2 separate regions of the Macaca mulatta genome follow, and region 2 is linked to region 1. Evidence: chromatin contacts called from public Hi-C data. All regions are on one chromosome and are shown on one strand. The core of a region is the stretch at or near the end of the contact, and the rest is flanking DNA. Distances in the headings are between cores, read along the strand shown. Region 1 holds the start of ZNF317 (zinc finger protein 317). Region 2 holds the start of ZNF121 (zinc finger protein 121).

Region 1 (6,381 bases), core at 2,424-4,923:
GGCTAATTTTTGTACTTTTAGTTGAGACGGGGTTTCATTATGTTGGCCAGGCTGGTCTCGAACTCCTGACCTCGTGATCCACCCACCTCGGCCAAAGTGCTGGGATTACAGGCGTGAGCCACCGCGCTGGGGGCCATCTCCTACTTTTCTGTGCAAGCATTTCTCATCATTGGCACGACTGACATTCAGGGCCTGTTATTCCTGTTAGAGGGAGTAGGGCATTCTATACTCCAACCACTAGATGTCAGTAGTAACCCATGTAGTGGTAAAACCGACAGTGTCTCCACAGGTGGCACAATTGTCCCTGTTAAGAATCAAAACGGGGCCGGGAGCGGAGACTCACGCCTGTAATCCCAGCACTTTGGGAGTCTGAGGCGGGTGGATCACGAGGTCAGGAGTCCGAGACCAGCCTGGCCAAGATGGTGAAACCCCGTCTTTACTAAAAATACAAAAATTAGCTGGGCGCGGTGACATGCACCTGTAGTACCAGCTACTTGGGGGACTGAGGCGGGAAGATCACTTGAGCCCGGGAGATCGAGGCTGCAGTGAGTCGTGCACTCCAGCTTGGGTGACAGAGCAAGACCTTGTCCCAAGACAAAAAAAAAAAGAAAGAAAGAAAAAAACCAGCAAGATACTGGCGTAAAAACAGAAACATAGACTAAAGGAACAGAACAGAGAGCCTGGGAATCAATCCAAACATATACGATGAACTAATTTTCACTAAGGACACTAAGAGGACAAAATAGGAAGAGGATAGCCTCTTCTGTAAATGCTGGGGAAACTGGATTTCCACACGCAAAAGAATGAAATTTGACTCTTATCTTACACCATACACAAAAATCAACTCAAAATGGATAAAAGACCTAAATGTAAGACCTGAACCCATAAAACTCCTAGAAGATAACATTGGGGGAAAGCTCCTCAATACTGGTCTTGGCAAAGATTTTTTTTTTTTTTTTTTTTTACATCAAACGATCAGATTACAAAAGCAAAAATTAGTAAATAAAAGGGACTGCATCAAACTAAAAAGCTTCTGCATAGCAAAGGAAACAATCAACAGAATGAATCGGCAATCCATGGACTGGGAAAAAATATTTGCAAACCACATGTCTGATAAGGGGTTAATATCCAAAATTTATAAAGGACTCTTATAAATCAATGGCAGAAAAACAAATAACCTGATTTTAAAGTGGGCAAAGGGTCTGAACAGACGTTTTTTCCAAAGAAGACATAAAAAAGGCCAACAGGTATATGAAAAGGTGCTCTACATCACTAATCATCAGGGAAATGCAAATTAAAACCACTGTGAGAGATCACCTCACATCCTTAAGGAGAGCTATTATCAAAAAGGTAGGAGAGGCTGGGCGCGGTGGCTCACGCCTGTAATCTCAGCACTTTGGGAAGCTGAGGCGGGTAGATCACGAGGTCAGGAGTTCGAAACCAGCCTGACCAACATGGAGAAACCCCGTCTCTATTAAAAATACAAAAAATAGCCGGGCACGGTGCACGCGCGTGTAAACCCAGCTACACTGGAGGCTGAGGCAGGAGAATCGCTTGAACCTGGGAGGCAGAGGTTGCGGTGAACTGAGATCCCGCTGTTGCACTCCAGCCTGGGCAACAAGTGGGAAACTCCATCTTAAATGAGAAAAAAAAGATGTGAGATGAATGTTGGCGAAGGCATGAAGGAAAGTGAACCCTAGCACACTGTTGGTGGGAATGTTGATTGATACAACCTTTGTGGAAAACAGTATTCAGGCTCTTAAAGAAATCTACAACAGAACTACCATATGACCCAGCAATTCCTCTTTTGAATATATGCCTAAAAGAGATGAAATAATCACCTCATAACGATATCTGCACTCCCATTTTCACTGCAGCGTTATTTACAATATCCAAGATACAGAAACAACTTGAATGTCCATTGATGCTCACATGAATACAAAATACAAAATAGCAGCTATGTAGTCTGAATATTCTATTATATCTATTTTATATTTATAGATGATGTCAACATTAATATCATATAATATTACTATTATATATTTTACATTATATTAAATATTAATATATTTATATTTATATATGTTGTATATAAATATATACCTATTACGGAATAGATATTCCCATTATATGTAAAATATGTAATATATCATATAATATATGTATATCATATAATATATAATGTATATCATATAATGTATATCATATAATGTATATCATATAATATATTCCTGTTAGAGGGAGTAGGGCATTATATACTCTAACCACTAGATGTCAGTAGTAACCCAGGTAGTGGTAAAACCGAAAGTGTCTCCACAGGTGGCACATATATCATAATATATGATATACATATTATATTATATATTATTATATGTATGTATGCTATATATTATGGTGTATGTATTATATGTTATGAAATATATATTACATTATGTAATATGGAATATAGATTATAGATTATATATGAATATTTTATGTCCATATATTCCATACATACTTTATACATACATATATGTATGTGCGCCATGGTCCATCCCTCAATAATATATTTTCCAAAACATCAAATTTCCTTCTCTCTGTCTATTATAATATCTGCCCTGAATAATACTAACCATCTGTCTCTCCTGCCTACGTAATTCTGCCCCAACTCGTTACATGGGAAGCCTTGGTTTCCTAAAGTGTTGAGATTACAGGTGTGAGCCACTGTACCCAGCCTGATTCTGGAACTTTGTATATGCAGACTCCTCCTGCTAAAATAATATGTGTTATATACAATATATATTCCATAATATACATAACATGCATGCATATATTATTTTAGCATATATTATATAATATGCATTAACAGTACACATAATACATAATTATAATATAATAAATATAATATTATATATATTCCATTATGTAAAACATATATATAACAGAATATTATTCAGCCTTGAAATAAAAGTAGATCCTGACATTTATCACAAGATGAGTGAACCTGGAGGACATTATGCTAAGTGAAATAAGCCAGACACACACAAAAAATATTACATGATGTCGCTTATATGAAGAACCTTTTTTAATCAAGAGAGACAGCTCAAATACACAGATATAAAGAATGAGACAATGGTTATCACAGGTATGAGAGTTGGGGAAGAAATGGGGAGATGTGGGGCAAAAAATACAAAATAGCAGATACGTAGGATGAACACCACACAGGTGATGGTGATTTTACGCCCTTCCCAAGGTGTCATTCAGAGGCACGTGGTCTCCATCTGACCCTCACTGGTGATATTGATTTGATCACCTGGTCCAGATGTTGTCCAATTTCTTCGCTGTGCAATTTCTATTACTTTTTCTCCACTCCAACATATGAGCAGTTTATAGAGAGACATTTAAGGCAATGCAAATATTCTGCTCATCATGCAAATGTCCCCCAGTTGTGTCATGTAGATGACAATTCGTGCCTGATTCAACCTTTACCACTATGATGGCTACAAAATGCTGTGGGTTGTGGCTGAGAATTTGAGTCTTGAGTAGAAATTGGAGAAATATGCTGGACCGTCAGATTCCACCCGGGTACGACCGCCATGCCAATCCAAGCTTCGGAACTACAATTCCCAGCATCCTCTCCGCCCCTGCTTCCGTATTAGACGCAGCCAATGAAGTCCCGCGAGAGTTGGAAGGCGGCAGTGAAGCGGAAGCCATTACTCTGTGGAGTCGATTTCCCCAAGACACATGGGCCAAGGAGGGGTCCGCGGCGAATTATTTCGGCCTGTTGGGGACCTCTCGCGTCCCCGCGCCAGACTGGACCTGCCGTATGAACTTCTCTTCGCATCGGCGGCAGCTTCCGTCACCTCCGCTCCCCCGATCCTACTCCCAGTCGTGTAAGCCCTGCTTTCCTTAACCTTTTTCTCCCTCAGTTCCTGGGGTCACGGGAGGCCTATCTGGCGGTGAGGACTAAGAGGGTACGAGGGTCGGGGTCTAAGGAGCTCGGCAGCCAGACGAGGGGTGCGTTTAGATCTCGCGATCAGCGATATGAAACGCTGGGGACGCGAAAGATGAAATTGGACCACTGCGGCTAGTGATGAGACAGGCATTGGTCACCTGATCCTGAAAAGCCCTGAGTCTCTGGTGGGGGCGGAAAAGCCCGGCTAAAGTGAGTTCAAGAGTTTGGGGGCAGTTCAGAAGATTGGGGGGCGTCAGGATTTGGACATCGCGAGGAGAAATCACCTTCCTTCTGCGCTGTAGTCGATTTTTATCTCCTGAATGTCAGCACACAGGTGTTCTTTTTAGCACTTACCTTGAGTACCTTTTGTATTTTTAAGTCCTTCCGGTTGCACTTTTTTATTTTTTAATTTTAGTGGACTCTCTTGCAAATAGCCTATTCGTAGATTTACTATTCAGTTCAACATTTTGTTAATTAACTTGAGAGTTAGTCCAGTTATACTTATCGTGATTATTAATTTTCTCCATTGAATTTTACCGTCTTATTTTGTGGTGTGTCCTTTTCTGTGCAAATATTTTAACACTAGAAAATAGGACATACATGCAAAAAAAGTATGATCACACACACACACACTTACACACACTTAAAAGGCCAACAGTAAAGCGAATCTACAAACCAGGCCAAGAAAGAGATTATTAAATCTCAGAAAGCTGTGTGCTTCTTCTAAACTGCATCCTCCTCTCCCACCAATACTTTCTCCGTGGATTTGACTGCTTATACATCTTTTCCAGAAGATATATTTCCTAATTTTGGTAATTATTTGTGAATGAACTCAGCCGCTTCAGTATTTTTGGAAACAATGTTTTTCCATATTGATGCAAGCACACCTTTGTAATTTAGAGATTTCTAAATATCTTGTGGATGAAGTACTTACACCTAGCCATTCTTTCTCAGGAGTGTCATGGCTTAAATTCTAGTCAGTTCACCAAATTCCCATATACTGGGCCTTTGTTTTCAAGTTGTGGTGAATCTATATTTGAACTTTGATAATATTGTCATTTTTATGCCATTGGGCTGCAGTTAATTGATTTACATCATTAATTTACATGCCTTTCAATAAAGTTTTTTTTTTTTTTCTTTCTGTTTGAGACGGAGTCTCACCCTTGTAGCCCAGACTGGAGTGCAATGACAATCTCGGCTCACTGCAACCTCTGTCTCCCTGGTTCAAGCGGTTCTCCTGCCTCAGCCTCCCGAGTAGCTGGGATTACAGGCGCCCGCCACCACGCCCAGCTAATTTTTGTATTTTTAGTAGAGATGGGGTTTCAACCTGTTGGTCAGGATGGTCTCGATCTCCTAATCTCAGGTGATCCACCCACCTCGGCCTCCCAAAGTGCTGTATTACAGGAGAGAGCCACCACGTCCGGCTCAGTAAAGTTTTATAAGTACCTGCAAAAAGGATTTAGGTTGTTTTTGTTATTTATTCTTAAGAACTTTGTTTTTTGGTGCTCAGAAAATAACTTTTGTGTAGTTTGTTGGATGTTCTTCGTAGACAAGGAAACTGTACAATTCAAAACGAAAATATAAATACTTATACAGAAGATAAATTGTCTTTTTTTGTTGTTTGTTTTGTTTTGTTTTTTGTGTTTTTTTTTTTTTGGCTGAACTGGCTGGGGACTTCCATTATCATTGACTGGAGTCTGGATGGCACACTCTAGGCAGGCCTGGTTTTTTTCTGATCTAAAAGGGAATTGTCATTTGTGTCTGCGAAGGCTTTTCTTTGGAAGAGTTTTTATTAGGCAAAGGAAGCTCCCTTCTTTTCCTACTTGAGTTTTTCTTGTGAATTGCTGCAGGCTTTTAACATTTTTTTTTTTTTTTTTGCCATTATGTATCTGTTTTTTGATGTTTATTGATACATTTTCTACCTGTTTGATACAAAATCTGTATTGATACTTTTGTATCTGTTTATTGATACATTTCCAGTACCTTGAATGATGGCACTCAGTCCTGCTGTGTCATGAATGAATGAGTGAATAATATAATTTTGTTTTTTTTCCTATAGTGTGGCAAATTAAACCAATTGATTTTCTCTTGTGACATTGAATTTGTATTGGTAAATAATTTGGAAAGGACATGTTACTATTTGTTACTTTTGGCTTCGGTTTGCTAATACTTTGGTGTTTTTGGATCTATGCTTGAGTGAAATTTTCCTTTTCTGTTTCAGATTTATGCCAGCCTCATAAAATGGGATGAGAAGTGTTCTGTTTTCTAAACTCTGGAATGTTTTGCATAAGGATAGAATCATTTGTTACTTAGAACGGGAGTAGTACCTGGAAAAACCATTTGGGTCTGGAGTTTTCTTGGTGGAAAGTTTTAAAGCTATTGTTTCTGTTCTTTTAAGGGTTGCGGGGCATTCAGGTTTTTTGTGTTGTTATGATGAGTAAAATTTC
Region 2 (7,120 bases), core at 1,223-3,722, 430 kb after region 1:
TACATCCAGATGGCCTGAAGCAACTAAGAACCACAAGAAGCGAAAACAGCCAGTTCCCGCCTTAACTGAGGACATTCCGCCATTGTGATTTGTTCCTGCCCCACCCTAACTGATCAATTGATCTTGTAACATTCTTCTCCTGGAGAATGAATCTCAGGAGCTCCCCACTGAGCAGTTTGTGATTCCCCGCCCCTGCGGGGATCTCTGTAAAGAGAACAACCCCCTTTAACTGTAATTTTCCACTACCTACCCAAATCCTATAAGACTGCCCCACCCTTGGCCGGGCGAGGTGGCTCAAGCCTGTAATCCCAGCACTTTGGGAGGCCCAGGCGGGTGGATCACGAGGTCAGGAGATAGAGACCATCCTGGCTAACATGGTGAAACCCCATCTCTACTAAAAATACAAAAAACTAGCCGGGCGTGGTGGCGGGCGCCTGTAGTCCCAGCTACTCGGAGGCTGAGGCGGGAGAATGGCGTGAACCCGGGAGGTGGAGCTTGCAGTGAGCTTTCAGTGTCGCGCCACTGCACTCCAGCCTGGGCGACAGAGCGAGCCGTCTCAAAAAAAAAAAAAAAAAAAGGCCGCCCCACCCCTACCTCCCTTTGCTGACTCCTTTTTCAAACTCAGTGCCCCTGCACGCAGGTGATTAAAAGTTTTATTGCTCACATAAAGCCTGTTTGGTGGTCTCTTCACATGGACATGCCTAACACTTGGGAGGCAGAATTACTTGAACCTCGGAAGCAGAGGTTGCAGTGAGCTAAGATCGCACCTCTGCACTCCAGCCTGAGTGGCAGAGTGAGGCTCTGTCTCAAAAAAAAAAAAAAAAAAAAAAAAAAAAAAAGAAAGAAAATCCAGACTGGGTGTGTTAGATGTTCAAGTATTCCTTAGAATCAAATTTTTCAGAAAAAAACATGTAAAAACTACACTTAGTCCAAACATGCTAATAAATTCAATAGATACTAGAAACTTTATTACACTAATACTAGAATAATATTCTGATTTTAATAAATAATTCTAGTATCAGCATAATAAAGCCTCCAACCTGGTGGCCAGGAGCAGAGGCTCACTCCTGTAATTCCAGCTCTTTGGAGGCTGTCGGGTGGATCACAAGGTCAGGAGTTCGAGACCAGACTGGCCAGCATGGTGAAACCCCATCTCTACTAAAAATACAAAAAAAAAAAAAAAAAATAGCTGGGCACGGTAGTCCCCGCTACTCGGGAGGCTGAGGCAACAGAATCGCTTGAACCCAGGAGGTGGAGGTTGCAGTGAGCTGAGATCGCTCCACTGCACTCCAGCCTGGGCGGGAGAGCAAGACTCCGTCTCAGAAAAAACAAAAGCCTCCATCCTTTCTTCCTGTGGGCCCTGTTTTAAGGCTCTGTGGGAGAAGTACAGGCCTAGGAACTTCAGATGAAGAAAATAGCTGTGTATTACTGCCTTTCTTTCTTTCTTTCGAGATGGAGTTTCGCTTTTGTCGCCCAGGCTGGAGTGCAGTGGCAGATCTCGGCTCACTGCAACCTCGGCCTCTCAGGTTCAAGCAATTCTCCTGCCTCAGCCTCCCGAGGAGCTGGAATTACAGGGGCCTGCCACCACGCCTGGCTAATTTTTGTATTTTTTACTGAAAATACAGGGTTTCATCATGTTGGCCAGGCTGGTCTCGAACTCCTGACCTCAGGTGATCTGCCCGCCTCCACCTCCCAAAGTGCTGGGATTACGGGCGTGAACCAGCACGCCTGGCCTGCCTTTCTTTTGTAGAAAGGATTGTAGCTGGTAACAACAAAAAATTAAGTCCAAGAAAATAAAAATAAGAAACTAAAGGCTTACAGTCTACACGTGTTCATATTTACATGCAGAAATAGGCACGCCCTAAACGACTATATTTTTTTCCATCCGAAAGTAATGAGTCAAAAATAAGTAAAGGACACCAAGACAATACCAGATTCTCAGACGATACATTTTTTAGCAAAGAAATGGAAGTCAGAGCCCTCTTGAAACCAATTTTCTGCCGGTGCTCACCAGAAACACGCCGGAATCGCCAGGTTCCTGAGGCGGGGGGATGCGGGGCCGCAGCCAATCTGACTGGAACGCAGAAATCCTTTTACTTTCGGAAAGAAAAAAAATTCACAAAGGTTGCTTTCCAAGCTTTTGAAGAGGGGAGCACAGCGGTTGAAAGCACTCCACAAAACACCGCGCGGAGGCGGGACAAACACACTTCCCGACCTGGCTCCTGACCCGGACCGACTGAGCCTGCGGCCTCTCGCAACTGGCCGCGCCCGGAGGACCGACAGCCCCTGGAGAAGACAGTGAAACGAGGCGGATTCCAGAGGCTCCTGGGCGACCGCGCCCAATCGTTCCTTTGCCACCCCCGCTACTATCTCAGGGATCCCCAAGCAGGCAGAACTCACCACAGCCACGGTGGACTCCACCACGATAAAGGCGAAATGGCACTGACCATGCGGAGCCAGCGCCGGAAAAGATGGCGATGGCGCGCTGACGTCACTTCCGCTCGGAGCCTGGGCCCGGGCGGGGCTCCTGGGTTCGAGTTTCAGCCACGTAGGACCCAGCCCAACATAGAAATTCTAGTTTCCTCCCGGGTGGGTGCGGATAGGCCCGGGGCTGGCTCAGGGAGGGGGATGCAGAAACAGATCCAGAGCAAAAGGTGAGGTTAGAACGGGGCCTCTGGAAGGAACTGTGGGCGAGGGGTGGGGCCCATACTCGGGGGCGATTTAGAGGTGGGACCAGGCCTAGCCATCCGTTCAGGTGGCCAGACTCACTGGAAGGGCGGGGATGGGGGATGGGACGCACCCCAGGGGATGCTCCTGCAGAGCTTTTCCCTGTTGCCCGCAGTGGCTAATACCTGTAATTCCAACACTTTGGGAGACTAACGCACGTGCATAGCTTGAGTCCAAGAGTTCAAGACCAGCGTGGGCAAAATAGCAACATCCTTTCTGTGGATGGCAAGCCACCCAGGTGCTAAGGCAAGAGACCAAGGCATGAGCTGTTCCGGTATAATAAAATATATAAAATAAGAATAGTTATACTAGATATAGATCATAGATATGATTATATACGAATATAATTAATCATTAGTTTGTAGCAATTACTCTTTTTTTTTTTTTTTTTTTTTTTTTTTTTTTTTTTTTTGAGACGGAGTCTCGCTCTGTCGCCCAGGCTGGAGTGCAGTGGCCGGATCTCAGCTCACTGCAAGCTCCGCCTCCCGGGTTTACGCCTTTCTCCTTTCTCAGCCTCCCGAGTAGCTGGGACTACAGGCGCCCGCCACCGCGCCCGGCTAGTTTTTTGTATTTTTTTTAGTAGAGGCGGGGTTTCACCATGTTAGCCAGGATGGTCTCGATCTCCTGACCTCGTGATCCGCCCGTCTCGGCCTCCCAAAGTGCTGGGATTACAGGCTTGAGCCACCGCGCCCGGCCGCAATTACTCTTTATTCCAATATTATTATAATCCTCGCTCTATAATCATAACCTAGGAAAAAACAGGCCATACAGAGATAGGAGCTGAGGGGACATAGTGAGAAGTGACCAAAAGACAGGAGTGTGAGCCTTCTGTCATGCCCGGGCAGGGCCACCAGAGGGCTCCTTGGTCTAGTGGTAACGCCAGCATCTGGGAAGATGCCCGTTGCCAAGCAGACCGTGGTCTAGCGGTAGCGTTAGTGTCAAGGAAAACACCCGCTACTTAGCAGACCAGGAAAGGAAGTCTCCCTTTCCCCTGGGGAATTTAGAGAAGACTCTACTCCTCCACCTCTTGTGGAGGGTCTAACATCAGTCAGGCCCACCCACAGTTATCCGGAGGCCTGTCTCCCTGTGATGCTGTGCTTCAGTGGTCACTCTCCTAGTCCGCTTTCATGTTCCATCCTGTACACCTGGCTCTGCCTTTTAGATAATAGTAGCAAAATTGATGAAGGTACTAAAAGTCTGATATGCAGAAATAATGGTGTAAGCTGTCTCTCTCACTCCCTCTCTCTCTGCCTCGGCTGCCAGGCAGGGAAGGCCCCCTGTCCAGTGGACATATGACCCACGTGACCTTACCTATCATTGGAGATGGCTCACACCCCTTACCCTGCCCCTTTGTCTTGTATCCAATAAATATCAGCACAGCCTGGCATTCGGGGCCACTACTGGTCTCCGCTTCTTGGTGGTAGAGGTCCCCCGGGCCCAGCTGTCTTTTCTTTTATCTCTTTGTCTTGTGTCTTTGTTTCTACAATCTCTAGTCTCCGCACACGGGGAGAAAAACCCACCGACCCTGTGGGACTGGACCCTACACCATTCTCTATTAAAAAATATGTGTGTGTGTGTGTGTGTGTGTATAGCTTTTTTGTATATATCTCCTCATGTTCCTAGAGCCTTTCCACAATTCTTCCATATTGATAAACCTGCCAGTCCATGGCATAGTCTACCTCTTCTATTCAGTCATGCTTTCTATAGGCCTTTATTTCTTCATTCTTTATTTATGTATTTATTTGAGATGGAGTCTCACTCTGTCACCCAGGCTGGAGTACAGTGGCGCGACCTGGGCTCACTGCAAGCTCCGCCTCCCAAGTTCAAGCAATTCTTCTGCCTCAGTCTCCCGAGTAGCTGGGATTACAGGTGCCCACCACCACACCCAGCTAATTTTTTGTATATTTAGTAGAGACGGGGCTTCCCCATGTTAGCCAGGATGATCTTGATCTCCTGACCTAGTGATCCGCCTGCCTTGGCCTCCCAAAGTGCTGGGATTACAGGTGTGAGCCACCACGCCTGGCCAAAAACAAGTATTTCTATTATTTTTCTGACCTTACCACATGGGCCAGGACCACATTTCCTACATTATAAAATAGCATTGACACCAGACATTCTCCCCAGGTTTATTCAGAAATGTAATCCCAATAAAAACATTAAAAGTTTTCTGGAGTTAGGTACATTGATACTAAAGTTTATGTGGAAGAACAAACATCTGATAATAACCGAGAAAAGAAAAACAAAAGCAATGATGAGCAGCAGACGTTAAAACATACTATTGACAGTTTTCACACAAGGCAAATAATTAAATTATATTAAAATAAGACATACTATAAAGCCTCTATAATTAAAACTATGTGGTACTAGCACATGAAGCAGAAACAAACTAATATCTAAAAGTAGACCCAAGAACACGTAGAAATTTGGTTCATAAATGTATTTTGCCAAGTGCAGTGGCTCATGCCTGTAAACCTAGCAATTTGGGAGACCAAGGCAGGAGGATCACTTGAGGTCAGGAGTTCAAACCCAGCCTGCCCAACATGGTGAAACCCTGTCTCTATTTAAAATACAAAAAAAATTTAGCCAAGCGTGGCCGGGCATGGGGGCTCATGTCTGTAATCCCAGGCCGAGGCAGGCGGATCACAAGGTAAAGAGATCGAGACCATCCTGGCCAACTTGGTGAAACCCCGTCTCTACTAAAAATACAAAAATTAGCGGGGTGTGGTGGCGGGCGCCTGTAATCCAGCTACTCAGGAGGCTGAGGTAGGAGAATCGCTTGAACCCGGGAGGCAGAGGTTGCAGGAGATCGCTCCCCTGCACTCCAGCCTGGCGATACAGCAAGAATCCATCTCAAAAAAAAAAAAAAAAAAATTTAGCCAAGCATTGTGGTGGGCGCCTGTAAGCCCAGGTACTCCAGAGGCTGAGGCAAGAGAATTGCTCAAACCTGGGAGGAAGAGGTTGCAGTGAGCCTAGATTGCGCCATTGCACTAGAGCCTGGGCAACAGAGCGAGACTCCATCTCAAAAAAAAAAAAAAAAGGCCGAGTGTGTTGGCTGACACCTGTAATTCCAGCACTTTTGGAGGCAGAGGTGGGTGGATCACCTGAGGTCACAAGCTAGAGACCAGCCTGACCAACATGGAGAAGCCCTGTCTCTACTAAAAATACAAAATTAGCCAGACATGGTGGCACATGCCTATAATCCCAGGTACTCGGGAGGCTGAGGCAGGAGAATAGCTTGAACCCAGGAGGCGGAGACTGCGGTGAGTGGAGATCGTGCCATTGCACTCCAGCCAGGGCAATAAGAGCGAAATTCCATCTGAAAAAAAAAAAAATGGCATTTCAGATAAATGGGACAAAAAATGCCATTTGTAATGAAAGGTCTAAGATAGCTGCTTAGCTATCTGAGAAAAGATGAAATTAAATCCATACTTCACAGCATATACAAGAATAAACTCCAAATGGACTAGGGATCTAAATGTAAAGAATAAAACCATACATGCATTTAGGGTGTTCAAGTGATTTCTTGGCTGAGTGAGGAAAAAGATGTGACCACAAGGCGGCAGTAGCACACAAGCTTTATTTGGGATGTGCTTTGACAGGTTACCAGTGGGGGAGGTAGCAAACAGCAAGAGAGTATCCACAGGCTTCTTCTACCTGTGGGTCGCTCCTTAGAAAGGATGGAAAGGAAGAGAGACTCCCAGAGGAGAAGGGGAATCAAAGAGGGGGCTTATAATGACTAAATGACGATACTCACCAGACTGGCAGCATATCTTCCAGTTAAAAAGCTCTGAAGGATAAGTCTGGCCAACATGGTGAAACTCCGTCTCTACTAAAAATACAAAAATTACTTGGGTATGGTGGCAGGTGCCTATAATCCCAGCTGCTTGGGAGGGTGAGGCAGGAGAATCACTTGAACCCAGGAGGTGGAGGCTGCAGTGAGCCGAGATTGTGTCACTGCACTCCAGCCTGGGTGACAGAGCAAGACCCTGTATCCAAAAAAAAAAAAAAAAAAAAAAAAAAGCTCTGAAGGACAGCAGGGGTATGGGGTTTTCATAGCCCTGAAATTATCTTATCTATGGCTATCAGATATTGGACATAATTTCAGAGACTACAAAGCAGGCACACTTGAAATGACTCTCAACAGTTTTGGATATATATGCCAAAGTGAAATATCTGGATCACATAGTAATTCTGTTTAATCGTTTTTGTTTGTTTGTTTTTGTTTTTGAGACAGGGTCTCACTCTGTTGTCTAGGCTGGAATGCAGTGATGTGATCATGGCTTACTGCGGCCCTCAACTTACTGGGCTCAGGTAATCCTCCCACCTCAGCCTCCCAGGGAGCAGGGATTACAGGTGCATGCCACCACCATCCTTGGCTGAATTAAAAAAATTT

What was found. A called contact is a pair of places that touch in the nucleus more often than the background predicts.
Region 2: a Hi-C map of liver shows a contact between it and region 1, with 3 times the contacts expected there. The contact joins the promoter of ZNF121 here to the promoter of ZNF317 in region 1. A contact is called at or near these places in 3 of 14 Hi-C or Micro-C datasets (cortical neurons, fetal cortex germinal zone and liver).

What each region holds. Positions count from the first base shown.
Region 1 is chr19:9,895,267-9,901,647 of T2T-MMU8v2.0, forward strand. It overlaps ZNF317 (zinc finger protein 317), which reads left to right and starts at 3,674. Exons shown (of 8, transcript XR_013408828.1): 1 at 3,674-3,872.
Region 2 is chr19:10,325,055-10,332,174 of T2T-MMU8v2.0, forward strand. ZNF121 (zinc finger protein 121) reads right to left here and starts at 2,473. Exons shown (of 7, transcript XR_013408852.1): 1 at 2,401-2,473; 2 at 2,012-2,096.